Regions from separate parts of the Gossypium hirsutum genome. Here region 1 is linked to region 2. Evidence: chromatin contacts called from public Hi-C data. All regions are on one chromosome and are shown on one strand. Each heading gives the region's core, a stretch centred on a gene start, on an enhancer-like site or on the middle of the called end of the contact. The rest is flanking DNA. Distances are from core to core; before and after follow the strand shown. Region 1 holds the start of LOC107957008 (phosducin-like protein 3). Region 2 holds the start of LOC107957043 (mitochondrial import receptor subunit TOM20).

Region 1 (4,280 bases), core at 1,501-4,000, 610 kb before region 2:
CTCAATATTTTGATAATGAATTTTAAATTTTTTAAAATTTTTTATGATTTTTATAATATATTTTTTAAAATTTTATTACTTTTAGCGGCGTTTTTGGGTAAAGCACCGCTAAAGGTGTTTTTTGCGGCGTTTGTAAAAACGCCGCAAATAGTTTTAGCGGCGCTTTTAAAGCCATTAAAAAATGTCGCTTAAAGTCAATTTTGCTGCAGTGCTCATCCCACATAAATTGTAAAAGAAATTCATTAGTTCCTCTTTGTAGCCCCGTAGTATTAAACCCAACTCACCTATAGATTTGTAAGGTCACGTATTGCTTTTAGGCTGTGCACCAATGGACTGGGTGACCTCCTTATTATCACCACGTTTTCACCCATGGGGCTGAAGCCCTCCAAACAATATCGAAACATGTTCATTACCGTTACAAAGTCTTCCAGAATTAGTAAACGACTGCTGTGAAGCCTATGAAATTGAGTTAGGGTATCATCGTTGTGGAGAGGGATCGCTGAAATGAGTACATGTCTCAGCTCAGTGAAGACCACTCAGTTGGAAATCAAAACCATCACCAAGTTTACTTTGGACTCGTATATACTTCCCTCGATTCAGGTGAATATTGCAACACAGATTTGAAATAATGGTCTATACCTTTTTGCGTAGAGAAAAGTAGTAAAACACCGATGGGTTCTCCCGGCTGTAGCTTTTTAATTGGTACAGCTGCTTGAAAATAGCGAGCAGGGGAACCTCGTTGTGCTAGCAGCAATCAATGAAGTATGCTACCACATTCCACTAGGAGAAACCCAAAAGTTGACCAGGGGCAATTTTGTAGTCCCTGAGCAGGCTGTAGAAGAAAGGGTGCAACGACAGATAGAACCCAGCCTTGAGTGCGTGAAGGGGAGTAGGAAGTTATCCTCGATGGTTACACTTAGCCTGTAGGGACCCTCTGGAATGGAAAATTCATATGCGGAGTGGGGAATCTTTATCCCTCGTATGACCAAAACTCACTGCATTTCCTCCATTTTCGTAATGCAGGTATAGAAGTTAACTGTCACCAAAACCTTAGGTGATCGTTCTCGCTGTAGATGGCTTTGGATTATTCGGTTACCGATTCCCCTCATTCTCATCATGATTTGAGTAAAAGAAGAAAATGAAAATTTACGAAGCAAAAGTAAGTTCTCCGAAGTTACCTTGAATCTGATTGTTGAAAATACTAGAAGTGAGGGGCTTAAGGCTCTGTAGATCCCCTTTTTAGAAGGGGTTTCTCTTCCCACATTTTGACGTTTTACATGATCATGAAAGATCAATGATTCAGATGCAAGCAAACGGAAACGGTTCAAATGCCAACGGTCAGATGCAAGTAGACAAAACTTATTCGTACATGCGGCAGAACATGCGTTGCGCATCACAGCTCGTAGCATACCCAACAAGCTGCATTTAAACTTGATGTAATACATCTAATAAGCGTCACTTTGTAACCCTCCTGAGGCCCACTGGGGGATTAGATTGTTATACATTAGTAATCACCGACCCGAATTCCAGTTAAGATCCGGGTCACCTATCAGCAACCCACCAGATGGATTAATTTGAGGCGAACAACGAAAGAATAGCAATGGGGCTTACGGTCTTTGTTCGCATGTTACCAAGGAGCTCGTAGGATGAAAATTGCATGCTCTAGCCGGCGACCCAGAATGGAACACATGTCCAGCATGCCCAAGGTCCGCTCAGAGGGTCGGTCCTAAGAATAGTGGGGTTAGGTCATAAACAGTAAGATCATGTCATGAACAGTAATAGTATGTATAAATATTCGAATATTCTTATTAATAAGATATGAGACAAAATTACTCAACATAAATATTACTCAACATAGGAATTTAACATTCTAAACAATGCTAAAATTTGGTACTATAGAAGTAATCTTACAACCACAGTTAGATAATGTAAGATTCTCAAAGTAATATTAATTTTATCACAATTTTACTATTTCTTTTTATAAGTTTTATTTAATTAAATAAAATAGATTGGCTTTAATTATATTAATATTTATATATTTAAATTTGATCTGCTTTAATTATACAAAACTTTATTCATGACTTTACATTTGAATTGAGAATATGCATATTTATTATATATATTTTTAAATATTCATAAATGCAATTGATTTTTTTAGAAAAAATAAATATATTTTAAAAGATATATGCTATTTTATTAATCTTATTATAAAATTCAGAAATTTATCACAAATATTTTGCATGCTAATAATGTCTAAAATTATTTCAGTTATTTTACTTATACATGGAAAAAATATTATAATAAAGGCAATCTAGTAGTATATTTTCAAGTAATCTAACATTAAAATCTTAAGTTCCCACCACGTTAATAAAATAAGATAATGTAATTTATCCTAATTAATTTTATATTTTAACAATCTCATTATCATTTTGTCATAAGTAATTTTTTATTTAAAAAATTCAAAAAAATTGAAAAATATTTTATAAAATTCAAAGATGAATGTATGTAAGAGGTCCCTATAGTCAAATTAATCCCTCTACTATTACATGAATCAAATTGATCTCTATACTATTAAAAAAAATCAAATAAAGTTAAATTGAAATAAATTTAATATTTATAAAAATTTTATGGTAAATGAACTTCTTTTTAATTGAACAGAACTTGAAAATTTTAGAGATATTTGTATGCTGTAAATGTTAATTCTATTATACTTTCGACTTATTTGAATCTTTTTAATAGAAGAGGGACTAAATTCATCAAAAACATAATTTCGGCCTTATGGTTTATTACCGGGCCTTCCTACTTAGGCCTGACTTGATCTATTAGCAACCTCTCGATCGTTGTTCTCCTTTTCAATTTTTCTTCTTTCCTTTGTGTTCGTACTAGAGGCAGAGATCCAAAGAGGAAGCTCCGATTGCTGTAAAACAATGGCGGATTACCATTTCGTTTACAAAGACGTCGAAGGAGCTTCCACTCAATGGGATGATATTCAAAGAAAGCTTGGGAATTTACCCCCAAAGCCACCAGCTTTCAAGCCTGACCCTTTTGAACCCGCACCTGACCCGGATTCCGTCCCTAAGGACAAGTCTTGGATCGATGAAAAGACTGAAGAAGAGCTTGAAGAAATCGAAGATGATGTCGATGATGATAGATTCCTTGAAGAATACAGGTTTACTCTTTTAACTCTTTTTTTTTTGTTCAGATTTAATTTCGAGGATTAAGACTTTATTGATTCTTTTTAATTGAATTAATAGATGCTTTCGTTCATTTAGATAAACTTTTTAAATATATCAGTTGAAAGGATAGTTTTCATATTCTATAGCTTGTAAAATGGATGAAAAATAAAGAGTTAGTTTTTATTTAACTTAAAAGATGATACCAGGTTGATTATTAATTTTGTAACAGATTTATGATTGATTGAACTTTTTCCTAGTGATTGAATTCATTGGAATCTGGGTTTTCATTGATATCTATGTTTCTGAAGTTCAATTGACAAAATGGTGTTGTTTTGATAGAAAGAAGAGGCTGGCTGAGATGAGGAAAGCTGTTAAGATTTCAAAGTATGGATCGGTTATGCCAATTTCCGGATCCGATTTTGTACGGGAGGTTTCGCAAGCTCCTCAGGATGTCTGGGTTGTTGTCATTCTCTACAAAGAAGGGTATTAACATTTGAAACAGTTGGATCTCTTTTTATGCTAACATTAGTTATTAAAATTGTAACAATTATGTTTCTTTGTATGCATCGAAATAGGCATCATAGAATCTTTATGCTCATCATAATATATTATTCCTCTTCTTGTTCCGGTTTTCCGTTATTGATGGGCTTTATTTGCTTAGTGCAATGTTTGGTGCTTTCTGCATCTTCAAGTGTTGGTCATTCTAACCAAGTCATTCCCCTTTTCTTTGCTCGATATTATATGGATGTCAATGAAATTCAATAGGAACTGTGTACTGGTTTATAAATGCGAATAAATCCACGACTTGTGAACCATGAAATTTATAAATGATCTTTCTTCCATAACTTTTGCATCGATGTTGCACATTTCCCTTGTCTTTGCTCTATATTCTATAGTTATCTTCAAAATTCAATAAACTTAGAATGAAAACTGAGACTTGGAACCATGAAATGTATGGATGCTCATGCTCATATAAAATTGGTGTTAATGCCATGCTGTTAAGTTTAAGAGAGTTGACAGGTTCCTTGCATTGACTGATTTTCTTCTTTACCGACATCTCTTATAGATTTCCAGAGTGTGGGCTGCTCTTGCAGTGTTTGGAAG
Region 2 (4,314 bases), core at 1,221-3,720:
TTTATTAATAATCATATATACCAAAAGTTTAGTGAGAGTAAGGTTCTATATGTTAATGACATACTGTTTGTCAATAATAAGTATAGCCTCAATCAATGCCCTAAGAATGATTTTGAGATTACAAAAATGCATTAGATTTTTTACATTTTAGCAGTGGAAAGTCTATTGTACGTTCAGGTTTGTATACATTGGAATATTATGTACACTATTAGGATGTTAGGCAAATATTTTAAGCAACCCTGGTTTGGAACATTGGATAGCATCTAAGAGGGTTATAAGGTATTTTTAGAAAACAAAAGATTACATGCTTAGATATCGGAGGTCTAATTAGTTAGAGATCATCAGATATATAGACTCCGATTTTGATGGAATATGGATACAAGATTTTGTCACTAAGGTGCAAATTGTGAAAACAAATTGCAGTCTTTTATTCCAATAGCAATAGGAGCACATCAAAGTAAAAACACATAAACTTTGAGTTCCTAGTTATTAAAGTAAAAGTTCAGAGTGGTTAGGTGCTTATAAAGCATATTAGGACAAACTCCATGATTGCGGATATGCTTACTAAGGAACTACACCTAAAGTTTTATAAGAGCACACTACCTATATGGGTGTAATGTCATTTAAAGGATATTTGGTTTTAGTAGGAGTTTGTACTTTTAAATGCTTTTATGTTATAGACACATTTTCAGTTATTTCAGTTTAAAGATATTAAGTTTATTTTTTGCAGAAATAAAATTTATTTGGTTTATTCACACTTTGATTTTGGTAAGGTTTGATCTCACTAAATAGGATCAGTTGGAAATAGACATGTTTAGATCATATTGCATATAATTCCCATGCTACACATCCATACTTGATCTATGTCATTTGGTTGTGTAAATATACGTGACCATGGATGGATTTAGTTACTATATATGTAAGGAAAGTCGCCTTGGTTCTATGTTAACATAATTAATGGACAAGATTGTTCGGAATACCTTTTGGATATGATAGTAAAATTTTGAGCTCATAAGGTTATATAATGACATGTAATTATAGAGTAATTAGTATATATATGTGCTCCAAGTGGGGGATTGTTGGAAAATATGGACATCACATATATAATAAGGATAATTACATGTTATTATTTACTATCATGATAGGTTAGCTCGAATAAAAGTGATCTAATTTGATTAAAGTTTTATCAGGCTTGAATTATTAAATAAAGTATGGGTCAAATATGTGTAGATACTCTAGTAATTGAGTTCTAATCAAATTCTAATTAATGATGGGTTAATTAGGAATTAGAACTAATATGCCAAGGTTATACATATTAGGATTATGGTCCCTAAATTACACAACAATATATCTTTTCTAATATCTCATCCTTAGAAAAGAGAGAGCAAATATTCTCTGAATTTTTTGTGTGGTAATTTGGAAGATCAAATCCCCAAGATCCGAAAAAATTTCAAGGAATTCAAGGATTTAGGTACGCTTTTGCATCTAGTTTTGTTCTTGATTTATTCTTGATGATTTGACATGATATATCCTGGTTTATTAAGTTTTATTTTTAGACTTATTTTACAAACCTAACACTGGTTTATTGTCGAAACAAAGCATTTCGGTTGATACTGGAATGAAATTGACCACCTTAATCTTAGGAAGTTAAAACTCTAATATATGAATGGCTTGTTCTAGGTAGAACATAACTAAGAGCACTTATCTTTGTTCAATTTAGGAACTTGTGTTTTGAGTACATTTTTGTGAGTAAATTCAAGCGAGACACTTGCTTTACAACTAAACTTTCAAGGGGAAAGATTTAGGGTTATTTTTCATTACTTTTGAAAAATGGTTTTGAAAAGTGATATGAAAAAATGTTTTTAAAAAATTTGGCTTAAAATTAAAGTGTTTAGTATTACTGTCAAAAAATATTTTTGAAAAATAAAATATCTATTTCAGACATGATATTGTAAAGTAAAAATATGCATTAAATAATGTATAAATTTGTTAATATTATGATACTTTAATAAGGATATAAAAAATAATTTATTGTAACTCATTTATTAATATTTTGATATATGAAATATAAATTTAAATATTTTAAAATTCAATTTGAATATATAAACTATATTTTACATATTAAAATATAATCATTTAAAATTTAAATATATAATATTATATACTTGAAATAAATTTCAATAGAAAAACAATTGTATACCGAAAATAAATATTACATAAAATACAGAATGGATCATAAGTTAAAGTTAAATTCTTAAAAAAAAAGGTTAAAAATGTCATTTAACTCCAAACGCGAAAACTACTTATTTAAAATTGTTTATGATTCGTCGATTGAGTCTTAATTCGATTGGTATAGATATTATTACTAATGCAAAAAGACGTGAGTTTAAGTGCACTGAAGCAAAAAGAAATATTAGGTGTAATAAAGATCCAAATAAATACTAACGGTGGTTGTATTGTAGCAAAGGTTTCATTTAGAACAAGAAGCCCATTCTCAAAGAGCCCAATTTTAAAGGAGGAAAATAAAATAAGAATATTGCAGATGCTGAAGTAAAGAAAGATTCACTCTGTCAAAGTCTTTAGGGCTCCTTCCAAAGACACGGAGTCTTGATTTGGATACGCTCTAACATTTGTCCGTACAGATAATTCATACTAAAGATTTAACCGGAAACCAAAGCCATGGAAATGTCCAACGATCTCGATAGGTTGCTCTTTTTCGAGCAAGCTCGTAAAATTTCCGAGGCTACTTACGCTTCCAATCCTCTCGATGCCGATGTTCGCTTTCTGCTTCCTTCGATCTTTTCTTTTTCTAATTAAAATGATTTTTTGGCTATTGTTTAAAATCTTGTTTTCTTGGCAGAATTTGACCAGATGGGCCGGAGCTTTACTGGAGTTGTCTCAGTTTCAAAGCGTTCCAGATTCTCAGAAAATGATTCAAGGTTCTTTAATATATATATATTTTTTGAATCCAATAATTTGTTTTATTGGCTATTGAAATTTATTGTAATTGGTAAAGCAACTAATTTAGATTAGATATGAATTTTTTTCTTCTTTAAATAGATGCTATTTCGAAACTAGAGGAGGCTTTATCTATTAACCCTAGAAAGCATGATGCTTTATGGTGCTTGGGAAATGCTCAGACTTCTTTTGCGTTTCTGACTAACAAGGAGGACGAGGCAAGGCCTTATTTCGAAAAGGCTGCTCAATATTTCCAGCAAGCAGTCGATGAGGTAATTTAATTTTCATTTAGTAAATGTTGGTCGCCATAGTTTTGATTCTGACTATGTATATACTTTCTTGACATGTTTGCTTTGTGATGCATATATGTAGGACCCGAGCAATGACATTTACCTTAAGTCTTTAGAAATATCTGCCAAGGTATTTCCTCTCTCTTTTCTTTATATTGGGTTAATGAATCTTGGGTAATGCTCCGTGTTTCTTGTGATATATATCTTTTAATAGCTACTACAACTTATTGTATTTTGTTGTGAAAATGTGGCGTGGACCTTGTTTAATATTGATGGGAGGAATGTATTATATTTCATTACTTCTTAGATGGATTTGTAGTGATACATATATTAGGAAATGTTAACTGTTGATTAGTTTGTAAACGGTCAATTGATTAGAAATTTTGCGCTTAAAGCCTGTGAGGGGAGGTATCAAGTTCAAAGTTCAAAATGAGCCGTATGCAGTTTGTTCTTTGTGGTCCTCCTTACTTTTATTTCACTCGAGTGCATTTAATTGTTTCTGTATTAAAAGCATCCTTTTCTTTTTCCTCAGGCTCCAGAATTACACCAGGAAATCATTAAGCATGGTTTAGGTCAACAGACGCTTGGGGCTGGACCTTCTACTTCTACTTCCTCCAATTCAACAAAGGCAATCTTCTTAGTTTTTTCCCTTTATGTTTCCCTTCTTCATATCTGCACTTTCCCTTCCCCTTCTTTTTCTCCTATAATCTCTATGTGGCTTGTGTTGTAATGTGCTGCTTAATAGATTGATTATTTTGCACTATTTACATATGCGTTTTAAAAGATCAAGGTTAGTTAGTTGGTCTTTAGTCTTTGTTTTCTGTTGATTTACATTTGATATCTTCTATATTTTCTGAGGAAGAAGTCAGAACGTTCTATGGATTGCAGTCATATTATGGTTAATTTAAGGGATTTACTCTTTTATGTATAACATGCATCATATTCAAGTGCATGCCCAAGCCCCTTAGAGCGGGTTCTGGCCTATGGTTTCTGTCTTTTATTATAGAATTATTGCTTTGAGAGATATGTAGCTTAGTTTGATGGTTATTATTTATATTTCTTTAGA

What was found. A called contact is a pair of places that touch in the nucleus more often than the background predicts.
Region 1: a Hi-C map of leaf shows a contact between it and region 2, with 5 times the contacts expected there. The contact joins the promoter of LOC107957008 here to the promoter of LOC107957043 in region 2. A contact is called at or near these places in 2 of 34 Hi-C or Micro-C datasets (both in leaf).

Annotation. Positions count from the first base shown.
Region 1 is chrA05:84,979,029-84,983,308 of Gossypium_hirsutum_v2.1, reverse strand. It overlaps LOC107957008 (phosducin-like protein 3), which reads left to right and starts at 2,750. Exons shown (of 4, transcript XM_016892436.2): 1 at 2,750-3,169; 2 at 3,516-3,659; 3 at 4,243-4,280. The coding sequence starts at 2,928. LOC107957009 (a long non-coding RNA gene) reads left to right here. Exons shown (of 10, transcript XR_005926775.1): 8 at 1-600; 9 at 1,024-1,159; 10 at 1,291-1,830.
Region 2 is chrA05:84,372,554-84,376,867 of Gossypium_hirsutum_v2.1, reverse strand. It overlaps LOC107957043 (mitochondrial import receptor subunit TOM20), which reads left to right and starts at 2,470. Exons shown (of 6, transcript XM_016892476.2): 1 at 2,470-2,775; 2 at 2,861-2,939; 3 at 3,061-3,230; 4 at 3,331-3,378; 5 at 3,781-3,876. The coding sequence starts at 2,680.